2 separate regions of the Zea mays genome follow, and region 2 is linked to region 1. A link is a contact called in public Hi-C data. All regions are on one chromosome and are shown on one strand. Each heading gives the region's core, a stretch centred on a gene start, on an enhancer-like site or on the middle of the called end of the contact. The rest is flanking DNA. Distances are from core to core; before and after follow the strand shown.

Region 1 (7,819 bases), core at 1,749-4,248:
ACCGTTACGACAGGCGAAGTAGACGGCTGAATCCGTGGATCCATTCTAGTCACACTCTAACGAACAAAATGCCACCCACACACCAATTCTATTTTACCTTATATTATCTGGAGTCGGTCTTCATGGAATGGATTCTCCATCGGTTAGCACAAATTTGATCCCTACGCACTGGTAGTTTTTTTTAATGAACAAACCCCACCATGGATCGATGACATTGGTTGGTGGAGCGACGGGGGCACAAGCCCGCAGCGCCCGACAGCAAGGTCCAAGTTTCAACGCCGCGTCCTCAACTGTCACCTTCGTGACCTCACCACACCTCCGGTCCCTCACCGTCTCCACTGCCGAATACTATATATATTTATTAAGCAATATTTTATGTTTCCTGAGAAGAGTCGACCACTCGGCCCGTCCCGCGGGCAGGCGGAAGAATATATGTGAAGCGAATAAACACTGCCAGCAGCGAAAGGGCCTCTAGCGTAATGGTTAAGGCTTCCGAGTAGCACCTCCAGGTCCTGGGTTCGATCCCCCTCGGGGGCGAATTTCTGGCTTGGTTAAAAAAATCCCCTCGTTGTGCCCCACCCGCTCTCGGGTTACGTCCTGCGCGCCACCCTCCGGCTGGGCCGTTGCAGAGTGGGCGGTGACGGCCCGCTAGTGATGGGGGCCAGGGTTCGAGGATTTTCTCGGCCGGGACCATGTTTCGGTCTCTTCTTAATATAATACCGGGAGGGCGGTCTTTCCCTCCCCGGCCGAGTTTTAATAAACACTGCCAGATGTCAAATCAAATCCGCCGCGTATCTGACCGAACTCGTTGCGCTGCACCTTTCGTGCGCGACCCTTTGACAATAAAGAAACACGTCTCGCACGCACGCACGCAGGGTCTCGTATCTATCCTAGCCACACGACGACGAGACGAACTGTTGGGCGTCTGCATGCTAGGTAAGGTTCGCTGTGTCTGTGTGCGCTGCGCTCTCTAGCGAGCGTTACGTCACTGTGGAACACGTACCGAGAAGATTTGACGTGCCGTGCCGTGCCGTGGCCATTTGCGCCCACATGCACCGCCACTGGAACCACACATCCATTTCTGTCAGTCAGTGTAGCGCGCGGGTCGACAGGCACACACGACACGGCACGTAACGCCTCCTATTCGCAGGTCAGGTTTTATTCGCCTGGGCGGCCCAGCACTCCACTTCCACTAGCTAGCTGCCGGTGAGGTCACCACGCGCCGCTCCGGATTGACCCGCTGGCTGGCGAGTGGCGACGGCCCGCGAAGCGGAAGGACCGAAGGGGACAGGAGGACGAGCCGGAAACGAGCACGGCCTGAAGTCTGACCTGCTCCAAATCTCAGTGGACGCACCGGCGCCCGGGACGACCAACCACCACCACCACTTCCACTCCCTTGCTCTGCTCCGCACCATCAAGTCAACCTGTTCTCGTCCTCCCTCCCCACGACGACGCACGCGCGGGGCGCGGTGGAGATGGTAGGCCAAGCCTAAATGGAGCCACGGTGGAGGTCGCTATCCATCCTAGGCCGGACTCGCTCCATCGGCGCGGCGCGGGGACCTGCAGACGCCCCTCGCTCTCCCGTCCATGTCGCTCCAGGAATGTCCCTAGCGCTCCGGTCCCCGCTCCCTTTCCGTTTCGATTCGGGTGCCGCCGTGCCGGGAATTGTTCGTGCAGCGGTGCAGCCTGCAGGTGCAGGTGCTGACCTGCTGTAAACCTGTAACGCGCGCGGTTCGAGTTTGTAAACCTGTAACGGTCCCCGCTCCGTGCTGCGCCGGTGGACGGAACGCCAGTCACTCAGTCAGTCGGCGGGACAGTTTGCCTCAGGTGCGTGATCTTTTTTTTTCCTCTCTTGTTGGAGAATTAGTTCCGAGAGCATAAAACATCATGGGAACGGCCGGTTGGGCTAGGCAACGAGAGTCGGCCCAGAAAATATGAGAGGCCCATATCAATGGTAGACTCAGTTCTCCTTTCATCAAGCATTTCCTCTGGGCCTACTTTTTCACCTGGACCTCAACCTTGGAGATCAGGGATACCGTCATCCCTCTACCATAAGGCAGCCCATCGACTTCCCATTCGGCCAGCGTACTCGGCCCAGCATTTGTCAGGTGACCCATCCCGTTACCATTGCATTGTTTATAAACTAGTGGATGAGCTGTTTGAGATAGCCGCTTGTCACTCTGAGCATCTCTAGAAGTGTTTATAAATTTCACTATCTAAATTATTATTTAGGAGAGTGGTTTGCATAAGAATCAATTTCTATATCTTATCAATCTCCACCAACTTGTGTATATATCTTATGTGCATTTTAGAGAATCATTTACGTTTTCTATCTTTGGCTACGAGAAATCTAGAATAAAATATGGTTACACTTGGATAACTATTTAGATAAGTTGTTGGAGGTTTTTTTTTACATAAATCTCAATTCATGTTAACTATAGGATGGAAGAATATAGAATCTCTTGGAGTTCTTGCAGTGCCATTTTATGTCGTAAAATACGTTAAGGGCTAGTTTGGAAACTCAAATCCACTTCAGAAATGAAGGTGAAGGTGATTAGAGAGAAAATTAGTTTATTTTTGTTGAGACCTACGTTACCACGGATCACCAGATCCGCTCCCTTCCCTCCCGTCAGCAGTAGAGGCGCAAGAAGATGTAGAGAACCCGTCTACCTTACCATAAGCACGACAGAGGAAACACGCGAGACACTGGATATAGGGTTGGGCCTCTGACCTATTTCTCTTCTCTATTCCATATGAAGGGTACATGTTCTATATATAGAGACGCGATAGCCCTCAGGGCTATATTCAGTATTTGTCCACATAACACTTTATTAGGGTTTCTCAACAATTTTCACCTCAAACTCCTCTAATCCGGAAGGGAATTTGAGGTTCCCAAACGAACTACAAATCACCAGCTCCGGAACTGTTCCCCGGGCCGCACAGGATGGGCTACATGTGAACAGCGAGCTCGAGTGCAACGAGCAGGCCAGGACGAGCGATCAACTAATACCGTGGCCCGCATGGAAGGAGGCAGCTCCGCACGCAAGGCAACAAAAGAGGCGGCCACCAACCAGCAGCGCGACGAGGACACGGCGTACGTGTTTAAAAACTTATGCGTATGCGCGCCGAGCCGGCGCGACGCACGGCTCGTCGTATTTAACCGATTGATGGATCGCGGCACGGCGTACGTACGCGCGTACAAATTGCTTATATATATATATATATATATATATATATATATATATATATATATATATATATATATATATATATATATATATATATATATATATATATATATATATATATGCTTTGGCTCTCAGTATCAACTCGACGGATCGCGTGTGGCCTGCCCCTGACATAGAGATTAAGGCCACGAACCAGATGCGCGTCAGACTAATGCGTTAATAACACTCGACAGTCACAGTACACTAGTGGCTACTACATATCATACAGTACACTATAGAGCTACACAGCCGTGAACATCATCCTAGTATACGTCACGTACGTACAGAGACGCCGGTGTACAGTGCTTGTACTGTTGCCCCATAACGGCAACTTGTTCCCTACCGCCGGCTACCGGTATGGGGACGGGGTGCGGAAAGGGCGAAAGATCCAGGCGGTGGACGGGCCTTGGATTTGGAAAAGAAACATCGTGGTCGATCGCGCCACCGCTCCGCATGATTAGGCCCTTTCGCGTCCTGATAATGGACGGACGCGCGACGACGCTTCCTCTTTTTCTCTCTCTCTCTCTCTCTCTCTCCCGTCTCGCTGTCGCTCTCGCCTCTCGCTACGGGAGTCGGGTGCCCATCACGGTGATGGCCGAGTACCTTCGCCTTGTCCGCGTCCGTGTTGTCGGCCGTACGGTGTTTGCCAGCACCGCTGGCCCACGTGATCCATCGCAACCACAGGCCCTAATCATTTATCACATCGGCTCCTAGTCCTTTCCACTCCCCCCGATTTTTTTTACACGTACGTTTGGTTTGGTCTGAACCAAATATTGCTATCTCTGATCATTCATTGGACAATTTTTTTAGTTTCTTCCACGTATGACTTATATGTTATAAAAGAGATGTTGTTTTTAGTGAATCTAAAAGCATGGATCTGATATTACAAAATCTATTTTTTTTAAAAAAAAACAAATGATCAAAGTCACATACGTTTAATGTTAGGAAAAACTTTAACATGAATGACGTGTAAATAAAAAGTGAGCAAGACGACAACGCAGGCAAAGCATTAATCACCTCTTGTGTTTTAGCTTCCTGTGCTGTCGTGGCCGCGTCATAACGCACGCACGTACGTACGTACTCTCTGGCATGTCGACCTCAGCTACTTTAATTTGTGGCGTTCTTTGGCTACGTGCCAGACGCGTGGACGTGGTCACGTGGACACGTATTTACATACACTACCGGAATCGCGTTCTTTGCCGAGTGTCTAAGACACTCGGCAAAGGCTATTTTACACTCGGCAAAGGCTTTGCCGAGTGTAACACTCGGCAAAGAACACTCGGCAAAGATTTCATCGGCAAAGGGTTCTTTGCCGAGTGCTTTTTTTCAGACACTCGGCAAAGACTTTGCCGAGTGTCAAAAAGCACTCGGCAAAGAAAAACACTCGGCAAATTAAGAATCGAAAAAATTAAAAAAAACAGGAAAACATTTTTTAAATTCTAGGAACAACTCTCCAACCCTACCCTATTACCTTACCCGTTGCCCTATCATTTTTCACTATTATTTTGAATCAAACTTATATGTTTTGTAAATGGTGAGATTCGAACTCGCAACCTCTCTCTCGCGCATACCCTCCTATACCACTACACTACTACACCAATTATGTTTATATTACGTTTCCATTCCCATGTACTATAACAAATCGAGAGTAATTTGATTATTTAAGGCACTAAATGAGTTCATTTGAAAATGTGACCAACTATAAAGTTGCATAACTTTTTGAGATCTAAAAGTTTTATTTTAATAGTTTCTACATCCGAGACCGTTTATAAAATTTGAATTTTAAATTTAAAAACTTCACACGAAATTTTCAATGATAAGATGATTTCAAATAAAAAAATTGTCAACTAAAAAGTTTCATTACATTTTAAGACCTACAACTTTTATTTTGGTGGTTTTTCCATCCGAGACAGTTTGAAAAATTCAAATTTTAAAATTCAAACATAGTTTTGCATAACAAGATGATTTCAAACTAAAACATTGTCAACTACAAAGTTTCATAACTCTTCAATACCTACAACTTTCATGTTGGTGGTTTTTCCTTTCGAAGTCGTTTTCAAAATTCAAATTTTAAATTTTTTAAATTCAGACATAGTTTTCGTTGACAATATGACTTCAAATGAAAAAGTTATCAACTATAAACTTCTATAACTTCTCAAGATCTACAAAGTTTATTTTGGTTGTTTGGTAATTTGTTTATCTCAGATGATGGTTCTAACAATATGCACAAATTCTATACGTCTCTCTCGTAGTTTCATAAACTACGAGAGAGATATAGGTTTTATGAACAAATTTATTTTTATTTTGTCATATGAAGAAATGTTCAATATATAAATTGTACATCATGATGAGTTATACAAATTTGTAGTTGAAAACTTTTTCATTTGAATTAATGTACTACTTTAAAATGTGATTTTTAAATTGTCTTTGCCTAGTGTTGGAGAAAAAACACTCGGCAAAGAGTTCTTTGCCGAGTGTTGTATCTGTGACACTCGGCAAAGAGCCCTTTGCCGAGTGTCAAAAAAAGACACTCGGCAAAGAAACTCTTTGCCGAGTGTCAAAAATAAAACACTCGGCAAAGAGCTTCTTCGCCGAGTGTTTTCTTTTACCGAGTGTTTTTTGCGTGACACTCGGCAAAAAGCTCTTTACCGAGTGCCCGAAATAAAACACTCGGCAAAGAATATGGCACTCGGCAAAGAGCCAAATTCCGGTAGTGATAGTGTACTGAAGAACTGGACAGGCACGGTGGTTGGTGTCGGTGCGCATGATGACGCATCCGAGCGAGCGAGCGAGTGAGCGGCGGCCTGTCCCGTCCAGCTCAAGACGCGTCTACCGGCCGGCCGGAGAGCGGCGGTGAATGCAGGCACACGTTGCACTTGCACGGCCATATATTTCCAGCCTGGACAAACTGGACGCTAGCTATAGACCTATAGTACGCTAGACGCCTAGACCTGTACTTGGATCGCGCTGACACAGGACGCCGACCGATCAACCCCGATCGATCGATCTCTGGTCTTGCTGCTGTAGCGTTATTTTCTGGGCGCTGGGCGGCCGGCCGGTCGGACCATATAGAACATCAATGATCACTGTCATATATATAAGCTAGCTCATGCGCTGATGCACCGGCCGGCCGGGCGCATGCGATGCAAAGCCGCCGGAGAAAAAACGAATCGAGTTGGTGGCCTCGGGGCTCGTTAGGGCGTGCACATGCATGCGCGCGCCGAGCACGTACAACCCGGCACGTAGCGGGCAGGTGTAGGGTGGGCGACTAGACTAGCGCATGCATGTACTATATATACACGCAACGCGACATGGCTCTGCGTACACGAAAACACGACGCGCGTGTACGTTGCGTAGAAACTATAACCCAGGCCGGCCCTCTAGCGAGCGAGAGTGGGTACATACATACGCCGCCGCGCGCCTACAACCAGCTACACATGCATGCGCGCTGGTTCGTGTACGAGCGGTGGCTTCACCACCACCAGCAGCAGCAGCTAGCCTTGCACCAAGCACGCCGCACACGTGTCTCCATGGCCGGAGATGAGTTGCTAGGAGTACTATTATATGATGTGCGTTTTCTCGGTTGTTGTACCTAGGCCTGCTAATGGCAAATAATCCAATCCACTCCCAGCCATACCTAAATCTAATTACTTTGGTATCCACCCCACACCCAACCAAAAATACTAGAAGGAAGTTAAACTCAACCCATCCAATAACATTATTGATCCCAAACCAACTCGTAAGGTCGGTTATTCCCATGACACATGGATTGGATGAGATTGAAAAAGATTAAGAAGAAATTTGATTTGCTTGGGATTTAAACCCACCCAATCCCACTCAATCCACATGGATTGAGAGTTAACTGAACAAGCCTTAATTGGGTGGAAGGAAAACCCGTGGATTTAGCTTATTGTCTCACATCAAGCCAACTGCATACACTGATACACAGTGATAATTTTATAGGTAGTTTCAGTGACATACAAAAACATAGTTGCATACACAGTGTCAAATTTGGTCAATGAACATTTAGATCTCGAGAGAATAACAAAAAATATCTGTTAAAGATCCTTAATCCATCTATGTTTAAAAGAAAAATAAACAAAGTTAGCAATTCAATTAACAAGGAGATACATAAAAAAAGCCTTTGCTAAACGTGAAGTAGAAGACTTAGAGTAACATAACTGAATGGCATGTGGTGGTGCTGTGGCCTAATTATCCTGTGTTCAGCCTGTAGTAGCATTAGTAGCTGTACAGCCTGTAGAGAGCCGATAAGGCAGACACTATCGGAATTTCTCTCTTTGCCGAGTACCAAATACTTTGTCGAGTGTTTTTTTTCGGGCACTCGGCAAAGAAGCTCTTTGCCGAGTGCCACACAAAAAACTATCGGTAAAATAAAACACTCGGCGAAGAAGCTCTTTGCCGAGTGTTTTTTTACACTCGACAAAGAGTTTCTTTGTCAAGTGTCAAAAATATAACGCTAGGCAAAGAGCTCTTTGCCGAGTGCTTTTTTCCAACACTAGGCAAAGATAATTTAAAAATCACATTTTAAAGCAGTAAATTAATTCAAATGAAAAAGTTTTCAACTACAAATT
Region 2 (7,819 bases), core at 2,625-5,124, 330 kb before region 1:
TAGTCTATTATAACGCTCCAGTACTTAGCTTTTACCATAGCCTACAAGCTTCTTATCGCTACATCAATTTGTTACAGACTTTTAGTTAATATTTGTCGGAGAGGAAATCTCCGGTCGTGTGGCGGTCATGCTTCTTCAAGCAGTCGTAGGTGCGCGTTTTGAGTCCCATGAGGATCTCTGCATTTGGCCTTTCTGCTTGGCCATTGCTTCTGGGGTGGGCCACGGATGCGAAGCACAATACCCTGGAACAAGGGTACCCCTTACTATAGTAAGAAGGCGCGGTAAATCGCGCCTTACCCCACCACGTGGGCAACTCCGAGGCCACTAGGTGACCTCGGAGTGGGTAACATATACCGTAATATCATCAGTGGATCCGGACCCCGTGAAAGAATGCCGGACCCCAGCATACTCAACCGGGGCCTCAGCGGGACCCGGACCCCCTAAGTGAGGTCCGGGCCGCCCACGACAAGACCTCGGGGCAAGGAATACCTTGGCCTGAGGCAAAGGCGTACAGGGGTCCGGCACAGACACTTGTCTGGGTCTTGTCAGGCACGCCTGCGCTCCCCACTCAGGTGAGGACCCGGTGCTGCCACGTCGCCTGCGGCCTGTGACGTAGGAAGGGGAGCAGAGCCTGACGTAAGGCCTCGGGGCCACGCGATCTCTGCATTTATTGTGGAGATCGCGCGCCGCCTGACCGCCCTACGGGCAGGCGATGCGCCGACTCGGTATTTAATGCGCCCCGTCCACTCTAGTGGCAGGCGGTGACCAGACTAAGCAGCGTGCCTGTGCAATTAAGCAACGGGCAGTACGCCCACACCGCTGCACGCGCAGTGGTCATCATGACTTAAACGATACTGAGGAACCTTCTGCAGCACGCCAATTGTACTCGAGCGGCGGATGTCGGGGCACAGGGAGATGGTGGAGGGTGACCCTCATTAGTTGCTCCGGTTATCCCATCTGTTATGTCTCTGAGCCCACATGTCGGGGTTCGGAGTCCTTTTGTACATGCCCCCTTTTAGCTATAAAAGGGGAGGCATGCGACAGGTTCAGGCAGATCCAATCTTAGGCTCATTCAGACACTCACGAGTTCATACAAGCTCTCAAGCAATACATCACACAGTGGAGTAGGGTGTTACGCTCCGGTGGCCCGAACCACTCTAAATCCTTGTGTGTTCTTGTGTTTCCTCCTAGTTTCCAACTAACGAGCAAAACGCCTAGTCCCCTCTTCATCTTAGGATTTAGGGCGGGTGCACTCCGCCACCCGTCCGGAGATTTTCTCTCCGACAATATTAAACATTGTATTTTTTGTTAAAATTTAAATATATATGAGTACATAAATACGTGGATGTGTTTACATTCATAACAATAACTAAAGATTACATAAATAAAAACAACAATAAATACATAGATTACAAATAAAAATACGTGACCTATACATTAAAATAAACAATAAAAAATTTATAAAAATATAATTTATAGATGAGACTCTGTTTCTTTTGAATTATGGTTAAAAAACTGTTAGCGGACGGAGCTTCCTAAGGTCTATGAACTCGTTCTGTTGCATTAGGGTCACAGAAGATTGATGAAGATAAAATATCTTTGTATTCATTTTTTATTAACAAAGAATCCTTCAACCCCTCTAAGCATCTCTAACCGAACAAAATGTAGCCCTAAAATGTTCCTGTACCCGGTGGTGTGGAGGTTTAGATCGCTTTTTCATGTCATAGCCGGTATAGTTCTATTCCTTCCAGGATGGCTAGAGATCAAATTCTCTGGGAGCAGGGCTCCAACAATCTCCGCCTAGCCTGCTACGGTGACTTACACTATGTTTCATGGTAGCCACGAGATATAACATAATAGGACAATCTCTCAGATAAGGTTGTTTGATTTAAGATCGAAAGTTGTAACAAAACTTTTTTACTTGTCCCTCAAAATTGGCAGAACGAGAAGGAACGCCAGAAGATATGGTTGTTATGTCCCGCAACTAAACACAAGTTATGCTTGAATGCATCCTTTCATTATTCGATGTATGGCCATTTTTGTGTGCTAACAATCTTCTTCTTTACTACTGATGGGATATTTTGGTCTTTCAGTTTTTAGTTTTGATTTTCACAAGAGATTCTAGATCTAATATGGGACGGAGAAGGTAGATATTATGGTGTAAACTTAATAATTAGATCTAATTCACATGTTTGACATTTACTATATTTAGATAAGATGGTTTGAAAACTTAAATTTAAACTTGGTATGTTTGACATTTAATATATTTAGACTAGCCAGTTGGTCGTGCTTTGCTATGACTGTTATATATCATATAAATAGGTATTGAGATATGTATTTAAATATAATTATTGTTTATTTCTAAACACTTAGGTACGTGAGGTCTTTAGAGTTTAGGGTTTATTGGTTAGCCCCAAATTTCTAGAGCAGCGGGTGTGGGTCCGAGTGCTCGCTCTGCAATTTTTTTTGCGTGGTGTGGTAGCTACGGGTTGGTTGCTGGACAGAAGCAGTAGCTGGCTGCGTTCCATAGCTCAGTAGCTGAGAGAGCGATGCGTGTGGCATGGGGTGACAGGGCACGGCGCCGAGGCAGGGCGTGTGGGGCGAGAGAACTAGTCGAGACGCATGGGGTAGTCCCAAAGTATCAGCGAAGAGGGGTAAAGTCGTGGTAACACCAGGTGACCATATTAGGGTTTTAATAGAATAATATAGATTAGATGGTCTAATACACAATTTTAAACTCTGGTATCAAATAGCTTCTATATCTGTTGAGGGATCATGTTCATAGAAGATATAATAAGGTTATCTGCTATCTAGCAGGTCTGTTATCTCATCTTTCATCATATTTTATATTTTAAACCTTAATTTATAAACATTCTTTTCAACCGTATAAAACATTATTTCGAACGACTATATACATATCCGTTGTACACAACATAATGTCGTTGCCAGGCTTGACATGGAGCCACCATAACTGCTGCGAGATACGATACGCGTACTCCAGCACAGGCTGCAGTGCATTGCCGGAACTGAAGGAACCTGCTGCGGTCTTTTCAGACTATCTTCAGCGGTTCCCCCTAAATTTGCACCTCTATATCCCACTACATCGCCACATCAGTACACTTTCTTCCTCTATATCTCCTCCCTCTGCAGCGGTTCCCCCTATACCATTCCTTTATACCCAACTACAAACATAAAATATCAATTTCCATACACATTCATCATCTATTAATATTTTTTTCACCACTGATAAATACTGGTGTGCACACATATCAAGAGAAGGGGGCCGTTTGGCGCGTCCCTAGCTGCAGAGGGAGCTCTCTAGCTGTAGAGGGAGAGAGAAGCCAGCGACCATATAGAGGGAGGCGTAGCGTGGACCGTTGTAGAGAAAAGGAGTACTCTGTAGCCGCTACAGGTAGAGGGGAGGGTCTCTGGCGGGAATCGTTGAAGGTAGTCTCACTCGTAAAGACGTTTTGCTTTCTCAGGTTTATACAGGAGGCGGAATTTAACACAGCATGTCAGCATGCATATCCCAATTGAGTCCATGGCATGGTGGTACGGGCTTACCCCCTTTCACCATCTCTTAGCGCAGTCATTAAAAAATCCAGCTAGTGATTGCCCGTATCTCCTGGTGGGAGCAGCAGGGTTGCACTCGTCCCACCGTCGATCGGGTCGGCCGCCGTCCCGTTGGTGTGCAACGAGAAGATTTTAGACAGGCAGGTAGAGCCACCAGCGGGTACAGGGTACGTAGCGTCGCAGACAGGAAACCATGCCCATACAACAAACGGGTGGGATTGAAGCGGCAAACAACACGCACAGCACAGCATATAAACCTACGCCCCCTCCTCTGGGTTCTCGCCTCGCCTTTCGAGGAGGGAGCGAGAGAGAGACAGAAAGAGACACAGTCACACAGCGTAGGGCGCTGCGGCCTGCGGGGAGGAAGGGCACCAGCTTGGTCTTTCTCATCCATTCGCAAATCGCAACAAATCTTGCATCTTATCTTACCCTAGAAAAACAAATCTTGCATCTTCAGCTGTCTGTACGTGTGTGTGTGAGAGAGAGACACTGCGTGCCGCAGCAGCAGCTCTGGACAGGCTTACAGGCAAGTCAGAGAGCGAGGGAGGAGCCGGGAAGAGGAGGCCGGAGGGAACAAAAGGGGAAGTTTGGTTCTTTCCTCTACCACCTGGAGCGTCTCCTTGCCAGCCAGCGCCCGGTCCGGTGAGCTCCATACCATCCAAGTAGTGTGAGGAACCGTCGTCGTTGCTGGCGATCCAAGAGACCAGGAGATGGGCAGCGGCAGGAACGGCGCTGTGGTGAGGCGGTACGTCCGGTCCAAGGAGCCCAGGATGAGGTGGAGCGCCGACCTCCACCGCAGCTTCGTGCAGGCTATCGACTCCCTTGGCGGCCAACACAGTACGCTGCCCTTCCTCCTCCGCCGCTTCATCCCCTTCATCATCATACAGATACTCTATTTCTGCCCTCCCATGCTGTAACCTTTGCCCTCAGTCTTTCGCCCCCCTCACTCATGTAGCAACATTGCCCTTCGGAGATTCAGTACGTAGAATTATTGTGTTGCCATGACCCATGAACGAAGCTCCTCTAATATTGGTTGCGTTCTTTCTTTTGAGGGAAATATTTGGTTGCGTGCTTCTGTGTCCTCCTCCCGTTTTCAGTAGCATTTTCAACAGCAGCGCCTAGCTAATCTCCGTTTTGGTGGGGGGTAAATCGCAGAGGCTACGCCGAAGCTCATTCTCCAGTTCATGGGCGCCAGGGGGCTTACCATATCTCATGTCAAGAGCCACCTCCAGGTTAATTACTCAATTGCTTCTCTTCTTCTCGTCCGTTCCTTCGCATGCACCACCTGCACGGCTGTGCACCAACGACTGCAGGCAAATGGCTGCTTGTTTTTCCGTTGGAATGCAACTAGCAACAGTGCGTAAATGAACTCAGAGCTTCTGATTCCTGCGTTCGTTTTTCTTTTCTTTCTGATGAACAGATGTACAGAGCTGCAAGCCTTGGCGCAGAAAGAGGAGGAGGTGAGAGATGAAACGAGCCCTCATTTGCCCGCTTCTTCCACTGCTGAGTTCTTTCATTCATTTTTTTTCATTGCTCGTGTTTTTTTTATTACTTCACATGTCAACGCTGTGCAGTGTAGCTGAATTATCTATCCAGTATTCATTCAGGGACAACGAAATGTTCTGCGACAGTAAACTGAACATTCCAAAGTATTATATATATATAATTCCCTTTTTAAAATAAAAATAAGATATGACATTGCCTTGTGGTTTGTGTGACTCTCCTCTTAGCTCACATCTCCACATGCTCACTGCACTTGCCAACTGCTCCTAGCGACCCCAGATTCCCTTCTCATGTGTCATGAGTGGCAAAGCCTTTTTTGTTGGGAACGCTAAGTGTAATGCACTGCACACTTTAGATAGATTTCGCTAATGGAAAGCCAAACACCTTTCTTTCATGGCACCATCGATCAGGGACGCCAGCCCAGCTGCTGCAAAGGAGGTACTCATGCAGCGGTGATGAGCGAGGAGGCCCCAAGGAGGAGTTCCTGTGCTGCCCACCACCACCACCTCTGAAAAGGTTCGGCCTGCAAACGCCTTTTCCCTCCTCTCTTTCAAACGTGTTCAAGTTAAAAAAGACAAGCTTTTCAAAGGCCCTAATCTTTGACGCAAAACCAAAGCGCCTTTTTCCATGCATGGCGTCTGTTCACTTGCTCTTTTTTTCATGGGGGTCTCTGGTCGTCTACTCTTTGGGTGCATGAACAGGGCCCGGATGGGATACGAGAGCATGCAGGGAAGCCATGGAGTCAGTGATGCGAGGACTACTGCTGGGGGAGGGGGACTGTACTGCATCGATGATTACATGCAAGCCATGGCCGTGGGCTGGAGAATAAAGGAGGAGGGCCTCATCAGATGGCAGAGGAGAGATGCGGCTGCTGCTACGCCTTCCAATCTCCAAGCCATGGGATGTTTGGTGCAAGAATCTGGCCCCTTTAAGGTACATCAGCTAAAAAAAGTGAAAGTTATAGTAGAAAAAAAAGAGATATCGCCAAAAGGTTTATCAAAAGAAGATGAACCTTTTCCTTGTCCTAACCGCTTGCTTTCACACCATCGTTCTGTTCTTCTTTACATCCTACTACTCATCTTGGCGTTGTTTTTGTTTTCAGTATTTTTTGGTAGAACATTTGCACAAAGTGTGTCTGCCGGTGGGGCCAACTTCTCACCGTGAACATACTGTTAGAGTTAGACCAAACCAGCCAATCTAACAAGCACTACTAAGCTACATGTACACATCTCAGATCAACCAATGCATGCGCACCTGCACATCCCAGATCCTCCTGCAGGACTGGCTGGCTGTATCTTTGGCGCACGTTTTGTAGAAGATACACACAGCATTGATGTAGGATCGCCGGCACAGGTATGGCCTCGGCCCTCGGTATCTGGCTACGTGTACCTCGGCATTGCAAGAAGACTGGCAAATTCTGTTCTTGAAATCTGTCTGCTGCTTGGAAACAGAGATCATTCGTCCATAGCATTGGCTCAGCCATTTACTTCTCACCTTGCTGCGGCTGTGCAGTGTTTGCAGTGGCTTCTGCAGTGCTCAGATGATCCATGCCCCTAGCATTGCACGTAGCTAGCTAGTAGTTCTCGCGATGATGTTATTAGCTTGCCTGCTGCCTTGCTCCGACTGAATTTTTTTTCTTCTGAAAACTGCACGTCCTGCTTTCATGCTCTACTAGTACTCGTGAGTAAAGTACAGTATATAATTGTAAAATCACTGGATTTTAGCAGGTACGCCGACCAGAAGCACACCGTCTTGGTTCTGCGCTGAAGCAGCAGGACGGCGACGACTCCAGCAAAGAGGACGGAAACGACGGACGGCCCCAGTCCAGCAATGCAGCGACGAAGGAGGACGAGGCATCTGAGCAGTGCTCGCTCTCGCTGTCCCTCGGTAATCTGGACGCAAAATGCGGGCGTGGCATGGCGGCAGCGGCCTCCTCGCGAAGCGGCGAGAGCAGCTGCATCCTCACGGCCTCGCCGGCGAGGAGGAGCTCCAGCGACTGCTCCGGCCACTCAGGCTGCTTCGTCGTCGGGCCGGGTGGTGTTGTTAGCCTGGAGCTTTCCCTGTCCATCTGTGGATCTTAGCTAGACCACTCCGGCCACTTCTGGACGACGATTCTGTACATCAGTGGCGGCGTTGGTGATCGCCGCGTTTGTTTTTTTGGTGTTCGTGGGCACATCATGACCGTGTTAGAAAGTTTAGTAACCTTAGAACCATAGCATGTTAGTTCTAGCTAAGCTAGTATGATGTTTGTTACCTCTACCTGTAGCCCTAGCTGGTATGTGTAAGGCTGGCTCCAACAAGGTCCCCTAAAGGGTTCTCTACCCTAAATATAGAGGATCAAACGGTCCTTTACGCTCTCCAGCAACGTCCTCTAAACGGTCCTTTAAATTTAGAGGACGCTGCTGGATTCTCTATATATAGAGTTTCTCTAAACGATCCTCTATTCATTTGACTACTTTAAATAACCGGTTTAGTAAAACTAAAATATGTACAATATATTTGAGAGTATGATAAACACGTATGTACAAAAAAAATAAAATTAAAAAATGTCTTTAATATGGGTATTTCAGTATAAAGAACGTGATTTAGAGGACGTTGTTGGAGAGAAATGAGATATAGAGGATAAAATCTTTTAGAGGAGACTGTAAAGGACAGATATAGAGGATGAATATAGAGGACGTTGCTGGAGACAGCCTAAGTGGCAAAGTCACCAGGCAGCCTCCCTCTTTCAGATCCAGAGTAG

What was found. A called contact is a pair of places that touch in the nucleus more often than the background predicts.
Region 2: a Hi-C map of tassel shows a contact between it and region 1, with 2.7 times the contacts expected there. The contact joins the promoter of LOC100217256 here to the enhancer-like site in region 1. A contact is called at or near these places in 2 of 25 Hi-C or Micro-C datasets (ear and tassel).

Annotation. Positions count from the first base shown.
Region 1 is chr2:17,964,875-17,972,693 of Zm-B73-REFERENCE-NAM-5.0, reverse strand. No RefSeq gene overlaps it. Among protein-coding and RNA genes, the nearest start is that of LOC103646067, 13 kb to the right of the region's middle. Within about 2 kb of position 2,998, at least 18 of the 20 cell types and tissues checked have an H3K27ac peak or open chromatin away from gene starts, as enhancers often do. A contact at or near this core is called in ear and tassel, where this site is marked.
Region 2 is chr2:18,298,559-18,306,377 of Zm-B73-REFERENCE-NAM-5.0, reverse strand. LOC100217256 reads left to right here and starts at 3,874. Exons shown (of 6, transcript NM_001143611.1): 1 at 3,874-4,410; 2 at 4,729-4,805; 3 at 4,994-5,033; 4 at 5,487-5,592; 5 at 5,778-6,009; 6 at 6,801-7,415. The coding sequence starts at 4,284. The coding sequence ends at 7,157. It overlaps LOC109943970 (a long non-coding RNA gene), which reads right to left. Exons shown (of 2, transcript XR_002267100.1): 2 at 7,590-7,819.